Regions from separate parts of the Cricetulus griseus genome. Here region 1 is linked to region 2. A link is a contact called in public Hi-C data. All regions are on one chromosome and are shown on one strand. Each heading gives the region's core, a stretch centred on a gene start, on an enhancer-like site or on the middle of the called end of the contact. The rest is flanking DNA. Distances are from core to core; before and after follow the strand shown. Region 1 holds the start of Foxk1 (forkhead box protein K1). Region 2 has its middle 34 kb from the start of Foxk1.

Region 1 (6,184 bases), core at 160-2,659, 35 kb after region 2:
GTTTGGTTGGTTGTTTTTTTTTTTTTTTTTTTCAAGACAGGGTTTCTCTGTCTAACCGCCCTGGCTGTCCTGGAACTCGATTTGTACACCAGGCTGGTCTCCGGCTCAGGGAGATCCACCTGCCTCTGCCTCCCAAGTGCTGGAATTAAAGGCGTGCGCCACCACAGATCCGCTCTTCCTTTTTTGTTGTTTGCTCGGCTTTGTTTTTGTTTTTGTTTTTGTTTTGAGACAGTGTTTCACTAAGAATGTGGAGCTCACTGATTGGCTAGGCAGACTGGCCAATGAACTTCAGCGATCTGTCTGCCTCCACCCTAAAGCGCTGGGATGATAGAAGCTCTCAATGGCTTTTAAAGTCGGTGCTGGGGAATGAACTCCAGTCCTGGAAGATGAATGAATCAGACACTTTACCAACTCAGCCAGCTCCTTCACAGGTGCACTCACGTGTGTTCCTGGAGGAAGACTTGGCTGGATTAGCATCCCAGTGCAGGACCTTGAAGTTCTCAAGGGATACACATGCTGCCAAATTCACCATTTAAATGTTTTCAACTACAGTCCATCTCCAGGGTGTCTACAGTCTCTAGGAACCTGCCAAGCTGTTCACTTTAAAAGGAACAAGGGAAATCAGGTGTGGTGGTGTACACCTGGGACTCCGGCAAGAATCTGGGAGCCTAAACTAGGAGGGTCGCCAGTTAGAAGCCTGTCTGAGCTGCATAGCAAGAGACCCTGTATGAATTAATTAAAAAGGGTTAGGCTTGGTGGTACACACCTGTAATAGCCACACTCAGGAGGATGGAGCAGGAAAATCATGAATTTTCGGCTAGCCTGGTCTAGGTAGCTAAACCAGGCCAGTTTGGGTATGAGACCGTGTCTCAAACAACAACAAAACAAGGATCAGCAAGATGGCTCAGCAAGTAAAGGAGATTGTCACCAAGCTCGACCTGAATTCCATCCTCAGAACTCACAGGGTAGGAGAGAGAGAATAGACTCCTGAAAGTTGTCCCCTCTTACCTACGCACACACACACCAGGTATGAGAAAGAACCACAAGTAAATACATGAATGAATAAATAAAATGTAATTTGCAACGTTATAAAAACAAAACAAAACATAAAAAGAACAGCCGTGCCGAAGCGATCGGCGATGAGCTAAGACAACACAAGCATCCTTGGGCAACTTTGACCTGCAGCCCCAGTGGGACACCCCTAAAAATCGTGGTGAGTCAAGCACCATCGCATGCACTTCGGGGCGGGAGGAGGGGGCTCTTTGACTCTTTGAGTCTCCGCACCCGCCCACCCCGAGGTGGAAGCTGCGCGCGCAGCGACAGGGGTCTTGCAGCGCCCCGGCTCCGTTCCGTGCTGCAATCCAGCCCAGGTTTCCGCGCGCGCCGCCCGCCCCCGCCCGCCCCGCGCCCCTCGGCCGCCGCCGGAGCCGCTCGGAGCTGCGCGAACATGGCCGAAGTCGGCGAGGACAGCGGCGCCCGCGCCTTGCTGGCGCTGCGCTCTGCTCCCTGCAGCCCCGTGCTGTGTGCCGCGGCGGCGGCCGCCGCCTTTCCGGCCACCGCGTCCCCGCCGCCGCCGACACAGCCTCCGCCTGGGCCGCCCGCCCTGCCCGCTGTGCCCGGCCCCGGCCCGGTGCCCTCCACCGCCGCCACTGCCACCACTGCCGCGCCCGCCTTGGTGGCCGCGGCCGCCGCCTCCGTGCGCCAGAGCCCTGGGCCGGCCCTAGCGCGCCTGGAAGGCCGGGAGTTCGAGTTCCTGATGCGACAGCCCAGCGTCACCATCGGCCGCAACTCATCGCAGGGCTCGGTGGACCTGAACATGGGCCTGTCGAGCTTCATCTCCCGGCGCCACCTGCAGCTCAGCTTCCAGGAGCCTCACTTCTATCTGCGCTGCCTGGGCAAGAACGGTGTCTTCGTGGACGGAGCCTTCCAGAGGCGGGGAGCGCCAGCCCTTCAGCTGCCCCAACAGTGAGTGCGGCTCCATCCCCGGGTCACCCCTCTCCGGATCTGGCCTGACCCTCCTGGCCACCCGCTGGTCTCGACCCCACCCAGTCAGGTCCCTTGTCACCCCCTGATGTCGACCCTGTCCGGCCTGAACCCCTTGGTCACCCCCTGAGCTCGACTCCTCCTGGCCTGGCCTCTGGGTTGTCCCCCATCCCGTCTATTTTTTTGCTGGGTCCTAGCCCCTGGTCACTCCCGACCCCATCTCGACTCTGCCAGGCACTAGTCCCTTCAATCTCGACTCCACCGGTCTCTGATTACCTAGTCATCTCCCAGTCTTGACCCCACCTAGCTCTAATCCCCCTGGTTACACTGATCTCTATCCCACCTAGCTCCGACCCCCTCCTTACTCTGTTTCTCCACCCATCTAAGTCTGATTCCTAAGTTACCGGTGATCTCGACCTTCACCTGGCCCTGACCCCGTGATTACTGTGATCTTAATCACGACCCACCTAAGCCTGATCCCTCTGTTACCTCACTGGGCCCCGATCCCTGGGTGGGCTATGACTGACTGGTTGAGCCAAACCCATACCCCAGTCAAGTTGAAACCCTCTGTCACCCCTAACCTGGACAGGCCTAAACACTGGGGTTCACTCTAACCCCTTCCTCTGTCTCTGTCTGTGTGTGTGTTTGTGTGTGTGTGTGTGTGTGTGTGTGTGTGTGTGTGTGTGTCTGTGTCTGTGTGTGTGTCTGTGTGTGTGTCTGTCTGTGTCTGTCTGTCTGTCTATCTGTCTGTCTCTCCCCTACTCCATCTGGCCCCCACCCCTCCCATGCTGGAGCTGGTTGCCAGAACATCACTTACTTTCTGAACCCAGGTCACCACTAATCCCACCTGTCCTCAATACCTGGGGTTGCTCTTGACCCTTATCTTACCAACTAGGAGCTGTTACCCCTGACTTTACTTAACCTGAAAGCCCTAGGGCCACCTCTAACCCTTTCTCACCCTGCCTAAACCTGACTTGAGACCATCAGCTCACCCATCAGCTTCACCAGTCTGGACTCTCTGGGTCACCCCTGTCTCTTCCAGCCCTGAAACACTCCAGGGTCACCGCATGCCTAAATCCCCAGTAGCCATGAGATCCCACTCAGCCTGCTTGACCGTAACTTCTCCCACCCGTGGCCCTCAACTTTGATTCCATTTAGCCCGAACCACCAGGGCCACTTCTGACCCTGTGGTCTGAATAATCTAGGTACACCCCTGTCCTTGACTCCCATAGGTCAGGACCCCTGTGTTCACTCCCTTGGCCTGGACCTGGAAGGACTGATGAACTGCCCTACCCCTGCCTGGGAGGTGTTACCTGGGAGGTGAATGGTCCAGGGAGCAGCCTTGGGGGCTGAGGGACAGTCCATGCCTTAAGAGCATGTCTGGAGGCAGAGGCTTTAAATCTAGTAGCTGGGCAGGAAGTGCAGTGCCTCTATTTACCCCCAGAACATGGTGGGAAATACAGGTCCCTACCTTGTCCCATCTCTCAGGACACTGCTTCTGTGACATTCAGTGCCATGCCTACCTTACCCTCTTGCAAGATCCCATTATTCCCAGTCCTCTCTCACCTAGAGGTCCGGGATTTTAAGATCTTGTGTACCAGGAGAGAGCCATGTTAATTACTTCCTTCCCAGCACTTTCTTTTTTCTATCCAGTAATTGCTTCTAACTCTCACTAGTGTTCTGTTGACAAGGTTCACGCCAGGTGTGAGTGTCTCGTTACTCACATTTATGATCATGCACCCTGAGTGTGGAGTTTTTGCTGGGGTCATTCCCAGGTGTGGAGTGCTCACTGTGTATGTCTGCCTTCCCAGGGTCCAGATGTGTTAAAGATTCCATACCGAGTAACTTTGAACACCAACAGTGACTTATCTTATTAGGGTGTGAGAGGGAATGTCACCTTCTTTTCCCAAACCTGAAAGCGGTGTCCCTGTAGAGTGTACAAGTGCTGGACTGTGTAGCTGGGAGGTAGAACAACAATTCCCTGGCTCATGCCATACTTTGGGTCCTATCCCCATCACTGAAAGAAAATAAAGCCAGATTGCCTGGAGGGACAGTTGTTCAGTCAATGGGTCATTGAAAGCATTCGTGGGCCTGAAAATGACAGGTGACCATTCTTTCCACCTTCCTAGTGCTCTTTCCTGTAACTCAGATTCTGGGAATACCTCAACCCACTGTCGGCTTCTAGGGTTCTTGACCCAACCACCCCTGCCAGAATCTAGTTTACTGTATTGTTAGGGATGGAGCTACACGTGCAGAAGCCAGAGGAAGAGGTCACTGGGTATCTTGCTCTGTCACTCTCCACCTTATTTCCTGAGGAAGAGTCTCCAGCTGAACCTGGAGTGAGATTGGCAGCCAGTGATCCTCCTGTCTCCATCCCTACAGCACTGGGGTTGCAGCATCTTAGGAAACCACACCTGGCTTTTTGTATGGGTTTTGGGGTACTTCCTCGTGCCTGTGCAGCAAGTGTAATTCCTATTTGCCGCCAAGTTCTCCCCAGCCCTGCTCGCTGCCTTTTGAACAAAAGGCTTTCTTAAACACAGGATTGTCTTCTCTACTGTGGGCAAAGTTTCAAACCACAGGGTCCTGCTCATCTACTGAATAGGCTAAGGCTGGTATTTTTGAAATTATGTTGGTGTGTGCAGTGCCTGGAAATCTCTCTCAGGAGCTGGCATGTGTAGTGGGTACGTGTCTGAGCATGGTGGCTTAGCTGGCAGGGAAGTGATTTACTACCGAGCCCTACAGCCCTTTAGATGGGTGCAGAGTCCCCTGTGCTGTGTGTGTGTGTGTGTGTGTGTGTGTGTGTGTGTGTGTGTGTGTTCATGTGTAGAGGCTAGAAGTCAACTTTGAATGTCTTCTTCATTTACTTTAAACCTTCTTTATTGTGACAGGGTGTTTCACATAATCTAAATGTCTAGGTTGGTTAGCTAGTAAATCCCAAGGTTATCCTTCTTCCTGCCTCCTCAGGGCTGGAATTATGATCCCTCACCTACATGTCTAGTTTGTTGTTGTTGTTTTATGTGACTTGTTTTGTTTTGTTTGTTTGTTTTTTTCAAGATAGAGTTTCTCTGTGAAATAGTCCTGGCTCTCCTGGAACTCACTCTGGAGTTCCAGGCTGCCCTCAAACTCAAAGAAATCTGCCTGCCTCAGCCTCCTGAGTACTGGTATTAAAGACATGCCACCACCGACCAGCTTTAAGTAACTTCTCATGCCTGTGTGGCAAACACCAGCTGAGCCATCTCCCCACACCAGCTGTGTGAATTTGACTTGAGGGGTGTTTCTGAGCACAGTCCATTTCAGCAGAGTCCATAACCCGTGTGTGTAAGGAAAACTGGCAAATGGATCTCATATCTGCCCTGCTTCAGAAAAGCCTGCCAGCAGACCAGCTGAGCAGTTCTGTGGGGTCTCCTGTTGTTTTTGACTATAGGAAACTCCAAAAGAAATGGTCTCATGCATAGGACAGGATGTTGTCAAGTTCTGGGTTAGAGTGGTGTTTAAGCATGTTGACATTAAAAATAATCCCGATATTCCAGTGAGTTCAGAGCAAGGTTGTTGTAGGTACACACACACACACACACACACACACACACACACACACACACACACACACACACGTTGGGATCAGAGGTGGCCTCTAGTATCACAGAATCATCCTTTATCAGTCTCTACCCTATATTTTGAGATAGGGTTTCTTATTGAACCTGGAGCCTGTTGGATTGGCTAGACTGACAGCCCGTAGGCCCTGGGAACCCCTTGCTTCACTTCTGCAGCACTGGGTTACTGGAGTGTGACACTGCAATCATCTTTTGCTTAGGTGCTGGGGCTGTCACTTCACCACCAGAGTCCTCTCTCCAGCCCCAAGGCTCCCTTTTTTTATTTGTGTCCCCCTCCCAATTTTTATCTTGAAATGAAAAATTAATTGGTGATTTGGAAATAATGGCAGTATTTTCTGTGCCTGTTTTTTGTTTCTTTAGTCTGTTTTGCATCAGAATTTCATTGACTTAACCATTGCCCACCTTCAGCCAGCTCCGGTAGCTCCAGACTTGACAGTTTTGTCCCTTGTGGACACCCACACTGATTCCCAAAGCAGCCTCATCCTCAGCTGCCTTCTACTCCACTCTCAGGATAGTTGACAGTGACAGCCATATGGGTGACATTTGCACACACCACACTCTCCTAGGCATCTCCCACACAGGAGGGAAAG
Region 2 (6,595 bases), core at 477-2,976:
GTTTCTGATGCTTTTGCCTGCTTTGGGGACCCTTTTCCTCCTACTGGGTTTCGTCATCCAGCCTTAATGAGGGAGATGCCTAGTCTTTTTTGTTTGTTTTTTTTTGTTTTTCCAGACAGAGTTTCTCTGTATTACTTTGGAGCCTGTCCTGGAACTCACTCTGTAGACCAGGCTGGCCTCGAACTCACAGAGATCCGCTTGCATCTGCCTCCCAAGTACTAGGATTAAAGGCGTGTGCCACCAATACCTAGCCGAGGTGCCTAGTCTTATTGCAACTTTATATGCCATGTTTGGTTGCTATTCCTGAAAGGCCTGTCCTTTTCTGAAGGGAAATGCAGGAATGGACAGGGAGGGGACAGAGGGAGAGGCACTGGGAGGTAAGGAGGAAGGACAAACTGTGGTCAGTATGTAATATATGAGAATAAATTATTTTTTAAATCTAAAAAAAATGTATAAAATTTTAATTAAAATCACCCTTTCTTTCAGCAGTCACCACTTGACATTTTTGTCTTTGTCAACAATTTTCTCCACTAGAGTAGAAAGTCCCTGAAGTGAAGTCCTTACCTGTGTGGGTCACCTACCTCCTTGCATAATACCTAGTGTCTAGTAAGCAAGAACGCGTTTATAAAATGAATACAAACCAGAGATGGCGGAGAGTGAGGGCTGCAGCCCCAGGCTAGTATTAGGGAGGTAAGAGACTAATCTAATAGGGGCTTAAACTGGGTATTGTTTAAGGGTGGAGGATTCACACGGACAAAGGTGAGAGCCCAGTGGCTCACAGAAAGGGTGCACATTATCCTCCCAGTGAGAAGGAACAAGCACCCGACCTGACATGTAAGAAACTTCAGAACCCGGCTGGGATTTCGGGAATGCACTACCATGCCTGGTTTTGTGGTCTTGGGTTCAATACTAAGCAAGCACTCTGCCCACGAAGCCACAGCCGGGACACCGTAGCCGTTTCTAAGAACAGTCTTCTGTGGCAAAGTACATTCCCACGGTACATTCCATGCCGAGAACTTTCCTAACTTCCCGAGAAAGTACTCTGTCCCTATTAAACACTTTCATTTCCCCCTCCTTAATCCCTGAAGCCACCTTTCTACTTCCTGTGACTGTTAACTATTCCAGGGACCTCTTAGAAGCAGGCTCATGTAGCCTACGGCTGGTCTCGAACTCGTCATCCTGCCTCAGCATCCCCAGCTGCTGAGATTACAAGTGTGAGTCACCTTTTGCACAACGTCCTCGAGGCTCATCATACAGTGTTAATTTCCTCCCATTTTTCAAATAAAACATGCAATGCGCGCGCGTTCCTCGTGTTGTACTAATCGGATTCCTCAGGATCCTCTGCTGCCAGGTTCGCTGTGTCCACTGGGGACACTACGATCAAGAGAAGCAGACAGCATTCTGTCTCGTGCGTGGTCACTACTTAACCTTCCGGCCCCCACTTCCCGGAAGAGTCACCCGGCACTGCGCAAGGACGCACTGGGCGGGGACAGCCACCCGCGCCGGGCCTCGGTGCGCATGCGCGAATGTGGCCGCGGTTGCGCATGTGCGGAGGCTCCGTTCCCCTGGGTTTGAATCCAGCGATCCGGGGTTTCGCTCCCACCGGGAGTTCTGTTTATAAACACACCGCGCGACCGGCGGCGAGGGGTAACCCTAAGACAGTGAGGTCGGAGGTCAGAGGTCAGCGGGCACGGGGAGCAGACGGCGAGAACGGCTTCCGCCACCCACGCGGGCTGTGGGGTGGCCAACAGGGCGACCCTGCCACGGCCCCCGGACTGCCCGGCGCCACGTGGTGCGCACGTGGTCCCGCGCGGCGGCGCGCCCCTCCCCCACGGCATCCGCAGTGCCCCCTGGCGGCGCCTGCTGCCTTCTGCGCGTGCGCCGAGCGCCGCGCCCGCCGCCTTCCGGTGTCCCGACTGAGCACGCCTGCCGTTTCCTGACCCACGCGGGGCAGAGGGAACGGTGGTCCGCGATCACGTGTAAAGCGGAGGCTGCTGCGGTGTGGGCGGGGCCTCGGAGATAACGCTGCCCGGCCAGGGATGAATGGATGGATGGAGGAACGAGCACTCTGCGGGTGGGATCCATGCAGAGCGCCGCCTGTGTGGCCGGCTGCCTGCAGGTTCCATGTTCCACTCTCAGTACACATTCAATCATAAGTGAACGGTTCGAAGAGGAAGTTATTAAAATATTACAGGCGCTTTATTATAGCACTTAGTCTTAGCGATTGTGTTTATGAGATCCTACTGAAGACTCGGCTGCTGTCCAAGCGCTCCATGTAATTGTTAAATAGGTTATTGGATTTTAGGTTGCTGCCTTTTTAAACTTTATGCACTATCCTAATATTTTAACCGTTTATTAGCTATTGTGGATGTGGAGGTCAGAAGACAACCTGTTGGAGTCTGTCCTCTCCTACTTTTGTGAGTTCTGGAGACTCAACTCAGATCAGTGGGCACCTTTACCAACTGAGCCTTCTCACGGGCCCTTTGTACCCTGCTCTAAAAAGATTTGAAGTTTACAGAATAGATAAACAAGTATTCCAGGCTTGGTAACACTTGTAATCTCAGCACTTGGAAGGCTGAGGCAGGAGGATCTTGAGCTCCAAACTGGATTGGACTGTATAGGGAGAACCCCTCTGAAATAAAGTGACAAGCCATGGTACACACCTCCTATCCCAGCACTTGGGAGACTGAGGCAAGGAGTATCAGAAGGACAAGGTTATCCTCAGTTACCTAGCAAGGAAGGCCAGGCTGGGATATATGAAAACATGGCTCAAAATAAAATATATACACACACAGTTGTGACTGTGTATAGCTTCCCTTGTAACCAGAGAAAGGCCTGCTGGCTTGACCTTGATTGAATAACACCATATGGAATGAGTGGGAGGCCCTCACATTCACACCTCTGCTTTTTGTTCGTTTTTTTTTTTTTTTTTTTTTTTTTTGGGGGGGGGTATGTTTTCAAGACAGGGTTTCCCTGTATAGCTTTGGATCCTGTCCTGGAACTCGCTCTTGTAAACCAGGCTGGCTGGTCTCCAACTCAAAGAGATCCGCCTGCCTCTGCCTCCCAAGTGCTGGGATTAAAAGTGTGTGCCACCACTGCCCGGCTAACACACCTCTCATTCTTTTTCTTTCTTTGTCTTTGGTTTGTTTTTGTTTGTTTGGTTTGGTTTGGTTTTTTTTTTTTGGTTTTCGAGACAGGGTTTCTCTGTATTGCTTTGGAGGTTGTCCTGCAACTTGCTCTGTACACCAGGCTGGCCTTGAACTCCCAGAGATCCGCCTGCCTCTGCCTCCTGAGTGCTGGGATTAAAGACGTGCACCACCAAGGCCCAGCTTCTCACCTCTCATTCTTAAAGTGGTCATGAGACTCACTCTTAGCTGGCTGGCTCCAGATCTTGGTATTTAAACACAGGATCTTGCTATGTAACACAGGCTGGCCTCCAACTCATAATCCTCCTGCCTCTCTCTCTCTCCTGGGTACTGGTATTACAGATATGTGCTGCCATGCCCAGCTTTCCCTCCTGTTTAGCTCCATTTGACTTTGTCTCCTCTGCACACTTGCATCGTGATCAGTGGTCCATGTTCAATCGCAGTCTCCTCCTGGAGGGAGGGAGATGGAATCCCTCATGGGATTCCAGAGGTAAACCAGTGTCACATGTCTGGGAAAGTGGCCAGTAGGAAGATTGTGTAAGGCGCTTCCTCAACTTCATAGTAGTAGGAAACACCTAGTGGGGGAAGGGACTGATCAACCAAACTGCAAGATTTCTCAGCCCATGGAGATGCCTGCCAGTCATCTTCTAGTTGTGGTGTGCTTTCAAAGTGATGAAGGTGCTTTTGAGTCATCCCTGCTCCTGTAAGGAACCCCTCACCCATGCAGCTGTTAGCTACCCCAATAAAAAAACTCATCAATTCACCAAGTTGAACTCTGGTACTTTGGTCTGTCGTTTCTGGGATGTGGGGTGAATAGACTGTGTGTGTGTGTGTGTGTGTGTGTGTGTGTGTGTGTGTGTGTGTGTGTGTTGCATCTCTCCAGAAAAAGTCTGACATATGTATAACACTATAAAGCCCCTATGTGGAGCCGTCCACCAGAAATAAAATGATTCTACACTGTGTCAGAGATGGGAGAGGCACCATAGAAGGCTGAATTCCTTAAGGTCTCCCCTGCATTGGCCCCACTTGCTTTTCTCGGAATACTTAATCCTCAAAACTGCTTTCAGTGGGTGCTGTGGTCCGTGGGGACACTGTGACCAACACCAAGACTAGAAGACAGATAACACAGACATTTTTCTCTTCCCTATCTTGCAGGCCAGAAGTCTAGAGTCAAGAGAGTTGGCCCCACTGAAGCAAGTCACTCTAAAACATTACCTTCCCTGAATCACTTCCATAGAGACCCTGTCTCCAAATGCACTCATATAGTAAACTGGGAGTTGGGGCTTCAGCATGCAGAATTTGAGCCAGTCTCAGTAGCACATACCAGCTACTCAGGGTTGAAGCAAGAGTTCTGGGCTGTACTGATGGTGTACCCATACTAAGTTCAGCATCAACATGGTGACTTCCCAGGAACAGGGGACAACCAGGTTTTCTAAGGAGAGGGTGGCAGAGCAGGTCAAAACTCCCATACTGATAGGCATGCAAATTTGGGGCTTAGGTCAGTTGATAAAATGTTTGCCTTACAAGCTTGAGGACCTGAGTTCAATCTCCAGAGCCCATCTTTAAAAAGTCCCCTGGTGTTGTGGATCATGTTTATAATCCCAGAGCAAGGCAGACAGGAACAGGCAGGTCCCTAGGGCTCCCTGGCTGGTCAACCTAGCATTCTTGATAAGTTCCAGGCCAATGAGAGACACTGTCTCAAAATAAAAAAAAATAGGTGGACAGCATCTGAGGAAGGACACTTGAGACTTGGGGTTGTCCTTTTCTCTCTATTACACATTGTGCTGGCTAGTTTTATGTCAACTTGGCACAGCTAGAGTTATCAGAGTGGAGGGGGCCTCAATTAAGAAAATGCCTAAGGCTATAGGCAAGCCTGTAGGGCATTTTCTTAGTGATTAACAGAGGAGGGTCCAGCCCATTGTGGGTGGTGTTACCCCTAGGTTGGTGGTTCTGGGTTCTATAAGAAAGCAGGCTGAGCAAGCCATGAGAAGCAAGCCAGTAGTTCTGGAATATTTGTTTATGTTGCAGAATATTTGTTTAACTGTGTAAAGATGTGTTGCATTCATTTAATTTTGTAAAGATATGTTGCTGCTTTAACTTGCCTGCCTAAGGCACCTGATTGGTCTAATAAAAAGCTGACAGCCAATAGCCACTTTAGAGAAGGTATAGGCAGTACTTCCGGGCAGGGAGAGTAAGTAGAATGAGGAATTTGGGCTATTGGAAGAAAGAAAAAGAGACAGACAGGGACCAGACAGACATGGAGAAAGCAGGAAAATAGGACATACAGAATGAAAGAAAGGTAAAAAGCCCCGAGACAAAACGTAGATGAATAGAAACAGGTTAAATTAAAAGAGCTAGTGGGACAAGCCTAAGCTAAGGCCAAGCATTCATAATTAATAATAAGTGTCTTTATTCGTGAGCTGGTTGGCAGCCCAAAGAAAATCCAACTACATCCAGTAACTAGCCTCCATGACCTCTGCATCAGCTCCAGCCTCCAGGTTCCCTGTTTGAGTTCCTGCCCTGATTTCCTTACATGAGGAACAATGCTGTGGAAATATGAACCGAATAAAGTGAACCCTTTCCTTCCCAACTTGCTTTGGTCATTGTGTTTTACCACAATAGTAACCTTAACTAGGATACACATAACACATTTGTAAGCCAAGTGCACCCACATACATGAACACATACATACAAAACGTGTGTAAACACTGAGATTCCTAGGAGATGAGTAAAGTACACTTCGGTGAGGGTGTTCCCAAGAGGACATGTGCTAGGAGACGCCCCCTGGTCACAGACAGGATTCTCTGATAGTCTACAGGCCAACATGGAACCAAGTAAAAGAAGGAGCTGGGGCTGGTGGTCCAGGTCTAACATCTCAGCTGCTCAGGAGGTTGATGCAGGAGGACAGCAAATTCCTGGTGACAGCAGCAGTTCAAGGCCTGCCCAGGTAACTTAGTGAGACTTTTTCTCAAAAGTAGAAAGAAAATAAGGTAGTTGCTCAGCAGTAGAGCACCTGCCTAGAATTCCCTAGTGAGGGACTGGGGTGTGGCTCAGTGGTAGAGCACATGCCTAGAATTCCCTAGTGAGGGGCTGGGGTGTGGCTCAGTGGAGAGCATCTGCCTGGCATGCTGAAAGTCCTGGGTTCAATCCTCAGGACTACAAAAAAGAGAAGAAAAAACAAAAAGAGAGAATTTTAAAATGTTCCATTTGATCCTTGCTTGCATGGGGCCATAACAACCTTCTAGAAGCCCCTGTTCAAGCACATTTTACACCCCCATGGGACCCATCCCATCTGCTGATTAATGTCCCCCTCCTGTCTAATGCCATCTAATCTCATCACTTTCCATGAGCCCCCAAGTCCCCACAGCTTCTGCTGTGGTATTAGGCCAACCTCATACCCTGTGTAAGGTTAACAGTGGTGGAGCCCTTCGTCTTTCATCCCATTCACT

What was found. Hi-C and Micro-C count contacts between places; a contact is called where the count stands out from the background.
Region 1: a Hi-C map of fibroblasts shows a contact between it and region 2, with 3 times the contacts expected there. The contact joins the promoter of Foxk1 here to the enhancer-like site in region 2. A contact is called at or near these places in 3 of 8 Hi-C or Micro-C datasets (the CHK-Q cell line, the CHO-K1 cell line and fibroblasts).

Annotation. Positions count from the first base shown.
Region 1 is chr4:78,977,188-78,983,371 of CriGri-PICRH-1.0, forward strand. It overlaps Foxk1 (forkhead box protein K1), which reads left to right and starts at 1,410. Exons shown (of 9, transcript XM_027413539.1): 1 at 1,410-1,965. The coding sequence starts at 1,448.
Region 2 is chr4:78,941,730-78,948,324 of CriGri-PICRH-1.0, forward strand. No RefSeq gene overlaps it. Among named protein-coding and RNA genes, the nearest start is that of Foxk1, 34 kb to the right of the region's middle. Within about 2 kb of position 1,727, at least 6 of the 6 cell types and tissues checked have open chromatin away from gene starts, as enhancers often do. A contact at or near this core is called in the CHO-K1 cell line and fibroblasts, where this site is marked.